3 separate regions of the Sus scrofa genome follow, and all the other regions are linked to region 1. The links are chromatin contacts, called in public HiChIP or PLAC-seq maps. All regions are on one chromosome and are shown on one strand. Each heading gives the region's core, a stretch centred on a gene start, on an enhancer-like site or on the middle of the called end of the contact. The rest is flanking DNA. Distances are from core to core; before and after follow the strand shown.

Region 1 (4,606 bases), core at 1,098-3,597:
TTAGTCAGGTCCTCCTACGAAACAGAGCCAATAGGATGTGGGGGAAGATCTCATCTAAGGAACTGGCCCACATGACTGTGGAGGCTGGCAAACCCACAGTCTGCAGGGTGGATTGGCAGGCTGGAAATTCAGTTAAACGTTGATGCTGCTGTTGAGTCCAAAAGCAGTCTGGAGGCAGAATTCCTTCTTCCTCCAAGGACCTCAGTCTTTTCTTTTGAGGCCTTCAACTGATTGGTTGAGGTCTGCCCACTTTGTGGAGGGTAATCTGCTTTCCTCAAGGTCAAATGATTTAAATGTTAATCACATCTTTTTTTTTTTTTTTAAAAAAAAAAAAGCACTTTTATTACATCTAGACTGACACTTGACCAAGCCAGTGGGAACGCAGGCTAGCCAAATGGACATGTAAAACGAACCATCATACTCTCCAAAGCTCAGTTTCTTCATCCACAGATAAAAAGCATACAAAGTCCAAAGAAAAGTGCCTGGCTTATAGCAAGTACCAGACCAAGGCATGCAAAGAAACTGTACTGTTCTAGAGACATTGATAGGGCATCTACTATGTACCAGGCACTGTTCTAGACCTGAAGATGTAGAGGTGAGCAGAAGCTGGCCCTTAAAAGACTATCATCTAGGGAGGGACACAAATGCTTCATCTGTTTATTATGACGATGTGGAAGTCCAAAGGAGGTGGGCACATCTCAGCTGGAGGAGAGAGGGATGGTCTCCTGGAGAAAGTAATGCCTGAGGCTGATTGCCCAAGAGTGAAAAAACTTTAGCCAAGTCTAGTAGAGTAGAAAAGGCATTCCAGGCAGCAATAAGAACAAAGCCAAAGACTCAGAAATACCAAAGACCACAGTATATATGTGAGAACCAGAGCTGAAAGGGTAAGCTGGTAAGTGGTAGGAGATGACTCTAGAAAGGTAGGCAAGTCCAGGTCATGAAGAGCCTTGCTGCCAAATCAAGATGCATGAGTTTCCTTAGGGCTGCCATAGTGAATGAACCGCAAACATGTTGGCTAAAAACAACAGCAGCTTCTTCTCTGACAATTCCAGAGGGTAGAAATCTAAAAACAAACAGCCAACCCTGTCAACAGGGTTGTTTCTTGGGGAGAACAGGGAGAATCTGTCCCAGTCCCCTGCCTAGTTTCTGGTGGTTGCACACCACCCCCACCTCTGCCTCCATCTTCACTTGATGTTCCCTGGGTCCACGGTTCCCTCTTCTTATAAGGACCCCAGTCATTGGATTAGGATGAGCCCTCATTTTAAGATGATTACCTCTGCAAAGACCCTTTTCCAAGTAAGGTCCCATTCACAAGCACGAGGGGACAGGACTTGAACACATCTCTGGAGGGAACAAAACTCAAGCCACAACACACAACTGCATCACCATGGCAGGGATGGTGAGTTTTATTTAGGCTTTAGCGGGAAGAGGAGATAGGTCTCTTCCTCTGGTCCTGTTGCTTTGGTCACTGGGAAGCTTGGGATCAGATACATCTCATGTGCACACATGGGCCTTCTGGAGGGAGCACATGTACAGGAACTACCATTTCTACTTCGTTTATGAGTATTATTTCTGCCGGCCTCTCATTTTCTTCCTATCCTTAGGTATCAGTTGGAGTCCAGACTAACAGGAAACATATGGTGCTCTGAAATTAGTGTAATTCAAGCAGGCTTTATTTACAGGAGGGCTACTTACAGAGGTGAGGGCTGGAGGTAGGGGAGGTACACAGGGACCACAGGCCAGTTTCTCGTCCCAAGGGAAAGAACAGTTCCCCTGTCTAGAAACAGAGATTCTGGTTGAGAAGGTCACCTTGAAAGGATCCATGTCCTCCACAGAAGGACCCCAATGCAAATTCATGACAGCACCCCCTCTCCTCTCATCTCCTGTTGGTCATGCCCAGGGCCACACCCATGGCCACAGCCACAGAGGCTCTAGATGTAGGCTACACAGGTCAGTGCCCCAGAGCACAGAGCAGGACGGAGAAGGGTGGAGAGTGGATCGGGAGGGACAAACAGAGGACCCCCAGAAAACCTTGTTTTTCCTTCTTCTGACTTCCTCATTTATTTTTCATTCTTTTATTTCTCATACTCTATATGTTTGGGTCAGCTACCTCAAACCCTTCCATTTAGGGGGAATAAAGGATAGATAGATAGATAGATAGATAGATAGATAGATAGATAGATAGATAGATAGAGAAATAAAAGATAAATATAAAACGTAGAGATAGAACTTCCTGCCCTGTCACCCAGATGCTCTGTCCCCCGGAGTTTGCACGCTGCCGTGCAGCCTGCAGTTGATTCACCCTGAGTGGTCACAGAGCCCTTTGCGAACATTCTTCTGGCCGCTCAACCAGTTACATAAACTCCCGGCAGGCTCCCTATTGCCAGAGCTTTCCAAGGACATACTTGAGACAAGAGTCATCCTGGCATGGAGTGCTTCTGACAGATGTTGTGGACTGCCATGCGCGAGAGGCCCCGATGGGGTCCTGGCAGGGGCGGAGGGAGCCCTGGGAGGGTACACGTGCTCCTCGTCTCACATGGAGAACACATCAAATGATTCTGGTCACATGCTGGGAAGATCGTCTTTCCTCCCCAAGCCCCAGCTCACTGCAGGAGTATTTAGACACAGAGTATTTAGGCGCAGATGTCAGAGCTGGAGGAGACCCTTGAGGCCAACGCATGCAAGCCCTTGGTCACACAGAGATGCAGACTAAGGACCGGGGAGGGCAAGCTAACAGGGCATCGTGGCTAGGGGCTGCTGAGTGCCCACGCTCTCCCAGCCATGCCCAGTGTGCTAGGTTCATTCATTCAAACCACAACTCATCAAAGATCTGCTGTGTACCTGCTACATGCAGGCACCAGGCCAAAAAGTGGAGATCCGTATGGGGACAAGGCCAGTGTTACCCTGTCACTGTGGAGGCTACAGAGTAATAAGCTTTATATCACTATCACTACAACCCTGTAAGGTGAAGGCAGGTCTTGGAGACTAAGTGAATCTGCCCAATACTGCCCCCTTTGAAGAACTGGAAAACTAAAAACAAGAAGGTCACATCAGAGTTTCTGTTGTGGCGCAGCAGAAACGAACTTGACTAGTATCCATGAGGATGTGGGTTTGATCCCTGGCTTTGCTCAGTGGGTTAAGGATCCAGCATTGCTGGGAGCTGCAGTGTGGGTCACAGACACTGTGGCATAGGCTGGCAGCTCCAGCTCTGATTCGACCCCTCGCCTGGGAACTTCCATATGCCGCAGGTACGGCCCTAAAAAAAAGTCATCATGTGCAAGTAAAATGTTCATCTTTCATGGAGCATCACATAGACGTGGAGAAGGAGGGAGAAAAGGCTTCCAGACCTGGAGGCCTGGCTCGTAACCCAGCTGAAGATACCAATGTTTCTAAAGGAGAAGACTTTGTCTGCAGGATTTGGGTCAGGCGTGGAGGCCAGGAAAATGGATAACAGAGGCTTCTGTTTAGAAAAAGGTCAGCAGGTGCTGCCTCGGCTCTCTTGTGGGCTTTCTCCCTGATTTCATTGACTAAAACAGGAAGAAAAGCTTGTTGCCTCAACCTCAGGGAAAATGGATTTTCTCTTCAAATCAGTTCTGTGGCAGCCAATTGACTCTAAGAATCAAAGGAGTTCAGACTCAGCACTGAGCCAACCCAAGGCTGTGAGTTGAAAGGGCTTGTGCCTTCAACAATGGAGTTCTAATAGAAAAAGACTTGATGTCAAAAAAAGAGACTTTATGTCAAAAAAACAAACAAACAAAAAAAAAAAAACCTAGTTCAAGCCCTGGCTCCACCCCCTAAAAGCTCTGTAACTCTGAGCAAGCCACTTACACATCAGAGTCTCAGTTTTCACGTCTATATAATGGGAAAGATTATTACATTTATACTTACTATAAGTCTTGTACAGGTAGCAATTGATAGTATAAATAAAAATGTTTAAATGTCTTTCATTTAGAAAGTACTGAATGATTGCTATTAACAATATTATTCATATAGTCAGTACTCCATAATTATTAATAGAATTAATAATAAACAGTTTACATACACAGCTCACATGGTTCACAGAGGCAAAGTTATGAAGGTTTTTGCTAGACAACATTTTTTTTATTTTTTATTTTTTTGTTTTTTTGCTTTTTAGGCCACAGGTGCAGTATATGGAAATTCCCAGGCTAGAGGTCAAATGGGAGCTACAGCTGCTGACCTACACCACGGCCACAGCAATGCCAGATCTGAGCCATGTCTGCAACCTACACCACAGTTCATGCAATGCTGAATCCTTAATTCACTGAGCTAAGCCAGGTATCAAACCTGCATCCTCATGGATTCTAGTTGGGCTTCTTACCACTGAGCTACAACAGGAACTTCCACAGATAGCATTCTTTGAAGTCAACTTTTTATTAAGTTTCTTTTCTGATTCCAAAAGAGTATGAATACACATTAGCAGGGAAAAGTGAAAATATAGAAAGAATAAGAAGATTTTTTTTTTTGATCCACAATCCCACAATCCAGGGAAAAGCACTGTTAACATGTTGGCATAATTCTCTCCAGTATTTTTTTTCCTGTGTTTATGTGCTAGAAAGAGATAAATTTTATATAAATAAAATCATAC
Region 2 (4,606 bases), core at 1,395-3,894, 240 kb before region 1:
GTGTAGGCTGGCAGGTACAGCTCCAATTTGACCCCAGCCTGAAACTTCCATATGCTACAGATATGGCCCTAAAAAGACTTTGCTTTTATTTTCTTTATTTTAGGTGATAGAGTCACAAACAACTCAATTTAAAAAATGGACAGAAGTAATAAATAGACATTTTTCCAAAGAGGAAATTCAGTGGCCATCAGGCACATGAAAAGATGTTCCACACTGCTAATCATTAGGGACATGCAAATAAAAAACCATGATATAACCTCACACCTGTCAGGATGGCTATCAACAAAAAGAACACAAACAACAAATGTTGGAAAAGATATGGAGAAAAGGGAACTCTCATACACTATTAGTGAGAATGTAAATTGGTACATTCACTGTGGAATAAATTATCAAAATTTCTCCAAAATACTAAAAATAAAACTACTATATGACCCAGCAATTCTACTTGGATATATATCTAATTTGTTTTTTCAAAAAGAGAGAGAGAAGTTCTAATTTGAAAAGATACATGTACCCACATGTTTATAGCAGCTTTATTTACAATTTTGAAGCATAGAAGCAACCTAAGCAGCCTATAGAAGACCAATAGATGAATTAATAAAGATGAGATATATATATTATATGCATTATACACACACACACACACACAAAGAAATACTACTCGGCCATAAAAAAGAAGGAAATTTACTATTTGCAGCAACATGGATGGACTTGGAAAGCATTATGCTATGTGCAAAAAGTCAGACAAACATTGTATGATATCACTTATATGTAAAGTCTAAAAAATACAAAAAAAAACTGGTAAATATGACAAAGAAGAAGCAGACTCACAGATATAGAGAAAAAAATTGTTACCAGTGGGAAGAGGAGAGGGAGGAAGAGAAATATAAGGGTGGGGGACTAAGAGGTACAGACTATTAGAGATAAAATAAGCTATAAAGATACACTGTACAACACAGGGAACATAGCAATATCTTTTAATAACTATAAATGGAGTATAACATTTAAAGATTGTGAATCACTCTATTGAACACCTGTAACTTAAGAAAGAAAAAGAAGAAAAGGAAAGTCTATATTCCCCTTCGACACTAATGATAGAGGTATCACCTCATGCCAGTCAGAATTGCCATGATCAAAAAATCTACAAACAATAAATGCTAGAGATGGAGTGGAGTAAGGGAAACCCTCCTACACTGGTGGTGGGGATATAAATTGGTGCAACCATTATGGAGAATAGTCTGTAAGTTCTTTAAAAAGTTAAGTATAGGGCTATCATATGATTCAGCAAATCTACTCCTAGACATATATCTGGAGAAAACCATAATTCAAAAAGATACATACACCCCAATGTTTGTTGCAGAACTATTTATAATAACCAAGACATGGAAGCAACCTAAATGTCCATCAACAGAGGAATGGATAAAGAAGATGTGATACACACACACACACACACACACACACACACACACACACAATGAATATTACTTGGCCATAAAAAAGAATGAAATAATTGTATTTGCAACAACATGGATGGACCTAGAGATTTTCACAGTAAGTGAAGGTTAAACCAGACAGAGAAAGATAAATATCACATGATAACTCTTATATGTGGCATATAATAAAAAATGATATAAAAGAACTTATTTATAGGAGTTCCCATTGTGGCACAGCGGAAACAAATCCAACTAGGAACCATGAGGTTGTGGGTTCAATCTCTGTCCTCACTCAGTGGGTTTAGGATCCTGCATTGCTGTGGCTATGATGTGGGCTGGCAGCTGTAACTCCAATTAGACCCCTAGCCTGGGAACCTCCATATGCCATGGGTGCAGCCCTAAAAAGAAAAAAAAAAAGGTCTTATTTATAAAATAGAAACAAACTCACAGATTTTAAAGTTAAACTCATGGTCACCAAAGGGAAAACCATAGGGAGCAAGGATAAATTGGGAGGTTGGGGTTAACATCTACCCACTACTGGATATAAAATAGATAACTAACATTAAAATGGATAACTAACATAGTGCAGGGAAAACTATTCAATACTCTATAATAACCTATATGGGAAAAAAGAATGGATATATGCATATGAACTGTTTCTTGCTGCACACCTGAAACTAATGCATTGTAAGTCAACTACACTCCAATGAAATTTGCAAATGGAAAGAATATTCCTTGTACTAAATGCTTTATAACACATTATTTTTCAAGTGTTCCAAATAAGCCTATGAGATAGGTTTTAGATACACTAGTGAGGAAACATACTCAGAGAGACTAAGTTTCTATAATTTAAATCTAGGTTTGTGCAACTCCAATAATGCATGGTTGTTCAAACTTATACTTCTCAGCCATTCTGGAGGATTTTTTGGATGGAAATCTGATTTCTGGAACTGTCCAACATCCACATTCTTAGTGCCCTCAACAGTTGGCTTCCATTAGCACTGCTGTACATGCCAAGTGAGGAAACGGAGGCTCAGAGGTAGGAACTGAGTTTCCCAACATTTTCCAGGCCACCTCTGTGTTCCTAGACTCTGAAATCTGTTCCGAAGGAGCACCAAGGCTCAATAATTCTATTTTTATACCTGGAATGTGTTGGGAGCCAGCTGATTGCTGCCACAGCTCAGATATCACCTGGCGCTTTCTTCTGAGCAGGGTGAATAAATCACATGAACGGCTAAGCCAGACTGCGTCTGTCTGGGTCTGTATCTGATAAGAAGCTCTCAGCAACAAGCGAGCTGTATTCCACTTACTGCAGGGCCAGCTGTATAAAAGCCGGCAGCCCAGTGGATAAGAATCACAGGATTCCAAAACAGGGAGGCCCATCCAACCCCCTTGCTTTGCAGATAGAGAAACTGAGACCTAGAGCCTTAGGCTGGTATATTGAATTGCAAGACATGGAAACCCAGTCAACTTAATGGAAGAGTGATGAATTGTAAATACACCAGGATATTTTATGAAACCCACTTGCAGGACAACCAGAACACATGAGAACTGGAAAGGCTTCCCTCCCTTGTGGTAGACACAGAGACATATCACACAAATCCCACTTCTAGGAATAACTTACTGCCCAGCTCAAGGGGGTGCCATCAGCAGACAGCTTCCAACTATCAGCTCCCTCAGGGTCCACCTTAGCTACGAGGCCAGTCTCCCTCAAGGTCATGCCCTTACTAGAGTAGCCCACGATTAAGCAAGGCAGCATATAAAGGTCCAGTCGACGAGGGACAATTCTGATGGGAAAAATTTACTCCAGAACACCCAACTATAGTGCTGGCTGAGCTTTGTTGGAACTCTATCATAGTTCAGCTTCTCCTCTACCTAATATTGCCTGCTCCTGCTTTTTTTTTATGGGTGTTGATCCCTAATCAACAGGGTGCACCCCAAATTCTGAGTATCTCCTTGGGGAAATCCAATCTATAACATTCTGCCTCTTTCTGGCCAAATGAGATTTCCTTTCTACACTCCTTGGCTTTCTCCATTTAACCACCCTTTCCCTATAATCCATCTGTGACTTTTCTCGAACATAACGTATCACGGCTGCTTCCTAAATGGCTGCCTCAGGACCTGTGGCAGACCGTGTTTTCCAAATTGACAACTGCAACATTTCAATCCTACATGTTCTTCCAGAAACTGGCCACTCCCCATTAAGAGGAAAAATCTCTTTCTCCTCCTGTTAAAGCCAGGCTGGGCTTTGTGAGTGCCTTGATGAATAGAATGAATGATGTTGTGTTCATTCTGGGGCTAAGTCATAAAAGGCAATATGACATCCACTTGGTGCTCTCTCTAGGGACACTCTTGGAACCTACTTACCAGGCTGTGCGGGAGCCCAAACTAACCCATGTGATGAGACACCGTACAGAGAGGAACTGAGGCCCCCAGAGACAGCCAGCATCAACCACCAGACATGTGAATGAGTGAAGCTTGGGATGATTCCAGCCCTCCCCTACCCCTCTAAATCTTCTAAGATGCCAAACATGGTATAACAGATACAAGTTGTTCCCACTGTGCCCTGCCTGAACAACAGGCCCCCATAATCTATGAATATACTAAATGGTTGTCATATACCACTAAGGTAATTTGTCTCACAGCCAGAGTACCTGAAGAAGCCCCAAAGTTCACAGAAGTTTTTTGTTTTTATTTTATTTTTTTTTATCTCCCATAGCCAACTGATTCCATCTCTAAATTCCAATTCCAAATTCCTTGGAGAAATAGATTAATTGGGCCGGGGTGGACACGTGACTCAGATTAGGACAACTGGCTGTGGCCATGTGGCCAGGAAGGCAAGTCTTCAATGTAAAGGGCTTTTCCCATTTGGAACTTTTCATTCATTAAGCAATTATCAATGCCTTGTTTTAAGTTATATGCTATGCAAGCTACTCTGTTTACAGTGGCAAGGAAGATATGATCCAGCTTGTGTGAAGTTTATGTGTAAAGGAATCAGATCAAGAACAAGGAAAAAATACACTATTTTTCTAAGGTGGCATGGTGCAGTGACAGAAACAACCAAGGGAATCTAATTGGTTGGAAAATCAGGGTGTGGACAGAGAGAAAGGGATTATCATATTTACTCTATCTAGATTCAGATTCATCATTTATTGAACATCTACAAATCTCAG
Region 3 (4,606 bases), core at 1,001-3,500, 150 kb after region 1:
CGCAGGAGCGGCCCAAGAAATAGCAAAAAGACCAAAAAAAATAATTAAAAAAAAAAAAGAAAGAAACCCAGGCGTGGCTAAGACAGTGAAAGAGAGCTCTCATTGAGTACCTACATTCTTTTATCAGGACTCTTGCCCCTGCTGACTTTTCCTTTTGACACATGGGGTCACATGATAGTCTGAAAATCTGAGTATCTGGGAATAAAGCAAGGGAGGAAGTGGTTAGAAATGGCCATAAATATAAATAAATGAGGGGGGAAAAAAAGAAAAGAAATGGCCATTAGGTAGCCAAACAGTAATGTCTATCTTTGGGAGTATTTCAGGTATTCCTCATGTATGAGTTTCATATTGCTGCTATTACAAATTACCATAAATATAGTAGTTAACACAATTTTATTATCTTACAGTTCTAGAAGTCAGAAACCCAAAATGGATTTTACTAGGCTAAAAATCAAAATGTCAGCAGGTTTGTGTTCTTTTTGGAAACTCTAGTGGAAAACCTGTTTCCAGCTTCTACAGGCTCCCTTTATCCCATGACTTGTGGCCTCCTCCTCTAGCTTCAGTGCCAGTAACAAAGCATCTTCAAACCCTCTCTGACTCTGGCTCTACTTCCATCCTCACATGCCCTTCTGCATCCCCTTCCAGCTTTTGCAGACTCATGTGAGTACACTGCATCCCCGCCTCCCGCCCCCGGGAGAGCCCAGAATCATCTCCGCACCTTGAGATCATTAACAATCACATCTGCAAGGTCCCTTCTGCCAGGTAACATAACACAGTCATAGGTTCTGGGAATGAGGACGTGGACACCTTTGGGGACCTATTATTCAGACCGCCCAACCTCACATGATGCCTGGCAAACCTTCTCTTCCTGCTTCTGCAGAAAGGCTAAAAGCAAAACAAAGTTTCAGACTCACCAGAAACTTCATACATCTGCTTGCTTAACCATCAATGGTTAGCATTCAAAAGAGCCACAGATAAGGCCAGTTCAGGTCCATCTCCCAAGTTCTCCAAGTTCAAGAGGAGATATACAAATTTCAAAACAAAAAGAAATGCCTTTCTTGGGTTGAGGCGACTATTACTTCATAGACTATCCAATAGCACCTCCCAGTGCCAAGAAGCAGGAAGAGGGAAAAAGGGCTACTATTTGGTGAAGAATCAGAGTATTTAGCCAGAATCAAGAGGCCCAAGTGGCCAGACCCCAGCCCCAGAGATTCAGATGTAAGTGATCCGAGGCTGGATCCAGGTGTGAGAAGCTTTTTAGAGACCCCAAGTGACTGTGGGCAGCTGGACCCACTGAGTTCAGCAAAGCAATAAGCATGGTCTGAAAGCCTACCAGGCCCTAGAGCTTTCAAAAGAAATATAAGGCTCCTCTGCTCAAAGTGCTTTCAGTCTTGGAGTTCCCGTGGTGGCGCAGTGGTTAACGAATCCGACTAGGAACCATGAGGTTGTGGGTTCGGTCCCTGCCCTTGCTCAGTGGGTTAACGATCCGGCGTTGCCGTGAGCTGTGGTGTAGGTTGCAGACGCGGCTTGGATCCCGCATTGCTGTGGCTCTGGCGGAGGCCGGTGGCTACGGCTCCGATTGGACCCCTAGCCTGGGAACCTCCATATGCCATAGGAGCGGCCCAAGAAATAGCAAAAAAAAAAAAAAAAAAGTGCTTTCAGTGTTGATAGACTACGAGAGCTGGAAGAGACACTGGTCACAACTAACAACTGTGTGGCTTAGGACAAATCACCTAACCTCTCTGTGCCAGATTCTTCATCTATAAAATGAAGATAATAATAGTCCCTGCCTTATGGGGTTGTTGGAGAGTTAAATGATAAAATTCACATGAGGCACTTAGTATGGTGCCTCATACAAAATAAGCACACCACGAGGGTCAGGGCTTCCTAGCAAGTTCTGAGGCTAGCAATTCCACGGCCCACATGCTGCAACTCCCCTGTCTCACAAAGCAGGTACCCCTGATTGATTTGAAGGCTCTTTTCTCTCTTCTACTGTACAAAGCTTCTGAATTCTTCTCCATCTAGTTCTCCATTTAAGACGAGGATTAAATTTGCCATGCCAACCTCCCCTGCATTTTTCATTTAAGGAAACTGAGGCCCAGGAGGACTGAGCTCATTGGATAAGCACTGCAGAGCTGAGAGGGTCCAAATCTTCCAGCCTAGCTCCGTGCATGCGGCTTTCAGCAGGCACCAGCTTGCTGGGCCCCACCTCAGCCACAGCTCTTTGCCCTCGCAGGCTCCTTCAGTCCCAGCGCCTGGCTATTCTTGTCCTCTCCGCCTGCTGCCACCTGGGTGTCTGCGGTGGCAGCATGACCTCAAAGTCCCTTTGTGGGCCAGATGCCGGATGTGACATTGTAAGAACTCACATCCAGAGATTAAAATCACTCCCACTAGAAGTTCCTGCTGTGATGCAGGGGGTTAAGGACGGACCCGGTGTTATTTCTGCAGTGGCTGGGGTTGCTGCTGAGACGCGGAGTTCCAGGGTTCCACCCCTGGCCAGGAACTTCCATATACTGTGGGTGCAGGGGAAAAAAAAAAAAAAAAACACTCCCACTAGTAAAGCCCTGACACCTGCCTTCCTGCCTTTCGCTAACTGCTTGATTGTCTCTGATGTATCTCAGATGGCCCATCCTGTCAGGCAGGGATTTTTAATCCCTATTATAAAGACGAAAGAAACAGAGACTGAGAGAAGTTTGGTATCTAACCCAAGGTAAGGTTGTTAAAAGGCAGAAAAGGACTCAAACTCAGGTCTGAGGGGGACAAGCTTAAGCATCGCAGCCCATCTTTCAGCTTTACACATCCATAACTTCATGAAGCAGACCCAGCACACTGTCGGGCTCCTACATTCCAGGCTCTCCTCCATTAAAACGTTTACTAAATTACCTCGGATGCTGTCCTGTCCCGTTTATGGATCTCGCCCGTAACACTGACCTCCTTCAGCCCCGACTCCCTGGCACAAACACACATGCAGACACACATACTTTCTCTACCAGCTGTATCCCACTCAGCCTCCAGTGGTATGCTTATAGTTCCCTCCTCCTCCAGGCTTTCTGCCTAGACTGCAAGGTGTCCCTGCTCTACGCACCCATCTCAACCTGTGTTTCCCTTGTCTCGGCACCTGTCGAACTGTATAGTGTATGTTCTCTAATTACGCAATGAATCAGCAAGTCTTCGTTATACGTGAGAATTAAAGAACACTGACAAATACTGTACAGTGTCACCTGCATGTGTCATCTAAAATAGACTCAAAGTAACAGAGTAGGATGGTGGTTACCAGAGAGTTACCCTGGCCAAAGGGTATCAGCTTTCAGTTACAAGATGAGTGTGACCCGGGACCTGATGTATAGCCTAGTGATGATAAGACAGAGCTGGTAGATAGTTCATAATGTTGTATTGTATATTGGACATTTTCCGAGGGTATAGTTCAAGTGTTCTCACCACACGCACACACACACACAATGGCAACTCTGTGAGGGGATGGATATGTCACTCCATCAGCTTGACGGGAGCAATCATGTCACAATGTATATGTATATGGAAACATTGGGCTGTACACCTTACATATATAAAATTTTTATTTGTCAATTACACCTCAAAAAGGCTGGTAGGAGGAAAGTAACACTAAACTATACTGAGTAAAAACAGCTACCATTTATGGAGCCTTGTGCCAGGCGCTCACTATACCAAACACCATATCCACACACATATATATGTAAAATCTCATTTAATGCTTACTCCCAGCCTCTTAGGTAATTATTATCACTCACCTCACTCTACGGAGGTAGGGCTGGGAGCTGGCAGAGAATGAACTTCAGAGAGGTTAAGTCATCTGCCCAAAGCCATGTAGATAGATATGTGACAAAACCAAAATTTACACCCAGGTCCATGAGTCCACAGAGCCACGCTGTGGACCACTCTGCTAGGCTGCCCCCACGCGGTGTGACTACCCTCACACCTTCTACAAGTGCCAGCAGCCCTATGAAAACTAGTGGCATCCCTTTCTGCCTCTTTTTTTTTTTTTTAGGGCCACACCCACAGCGTATGGAGGTTCTCAAATCAGAGCTACAGCTGCTGGCCCACACCACAGCCACGGCAACACAGGATCCGAGCCGCATCTGCAACCTACACCATAGCTCACAGCCAACACTGGATCCTTAACCCACCGAGCAAGGCCAGGGATCAAACCCACATCCTCATGGATCCTAGTCGGGTTCGTTAACCACTGAGCGACAAAGGGAATTCCCCTTCTTCCTCCACTACTAGAAAAGTTACCAGGTTGTGAATTGTTAATTACTCAGTCATCAGGAGTTGCCAATAAATAGCAAAGTGCTCCCAATAATTGACCCGAAAGAGATCACATGTTGGAGATGGTGAACAAAAAAGAGCTTAGGGGCTTGTTCCCAGTTCCAACACTCAGGGAAGACTTGTATACACATTCACTTCTCATCAGAATCTGAATTTCATTCCATGCTGTCTCCCCAGAGCCTCGAACTGTGCCTGGCACAGAGTAGGTGCTCAAGAAAAACCACTCTTAAATGAGTGAAGGCCCCCAGATTAACCCAGATAACGGCAGTGTGGGAATGGTGGTAGGGATCATAGGCAACCC

The links. HiChIP or PLAC-seq counts read pairs in DNA pulled down with a chosen protein or histone mark.
Region 2: an H3K27ac HiChIP or PLAC-seq map of skeletal muscle shows a contact between it and region 1, with 2.6 times the contacts expected there. The contact joins two enhancer-like sites. A contact is called at or near these places in 1 of 47 Hi-C or Micro-C datasets (fibroblasts) and 1 of 2 datasets of contacts at active chromatin or transcription factors (skeletal muscle).
Region 3: a contact with region 1 is called in an H3K27ac HiChIP or PLAC-seq map of skeletal muscle. The contact joins two enhancer-like sites. A contact is called at or near these places in 3 of 47 Hi-C or Micro-C datasets (embryonic fibroblasts, heart right ventricle and skeletal muscle) and 1 of 2 datasets of contacts at active chromatin or transcription factors (skeletal muscle).

The regions. Positions count from the first base shown.
Region 1 is chr6:157,015,699-157,020,304 of Sscrofa11.1, forward strand. No RefSeq gene overlaps it. Among named protein-coding and RNA genes, the nearest start is that of USP24, 200 kb to the right of the region's middle. Within about 2 kb of position 2,348, at least 25 of the 83 cell types and tissues checked have an H3K27ac peak or open chromatin away from gene starts, as enhancers often do. A contact at or near this core is called in skeletal muscle, where this site is marked.
Region 2 is chr6:156,772,622-156,777,227 of Sscrofa11.1, forward strand. All of the region lies in intron 1 of LOC102158888 (a long non-coding RNA gene), which reads right to left. Among named protein-coding and RNA genes, the nearest start is that of USP24, 450 kb to the right of the region's middle. Within about 2 kb of position 2,645, at least 4 of the 83 cell types and tissues checked have an H3K27ac peak or open chromatin away from gene starts, as enhancers often do. A contact at or near this core is called in skeletal muscle, where this site is marked.
Region 3 is chr6:157,161,496-157,166,101 of Sscrofa11.1, forward strand. No RefSeq gene overlaps it. Among named protein-coding and RNA genes, the nearest start is that of USP24, 57 kb to the right of the region's middle. Within about 2 kb of position 2,251, at least 10 of the 83 cell types and tissues checked have an H3K27ac peak or open chromatin away from gene starts, as enhancers often do. A contact at or near this core is called in skeletal muscle, where this site is marked.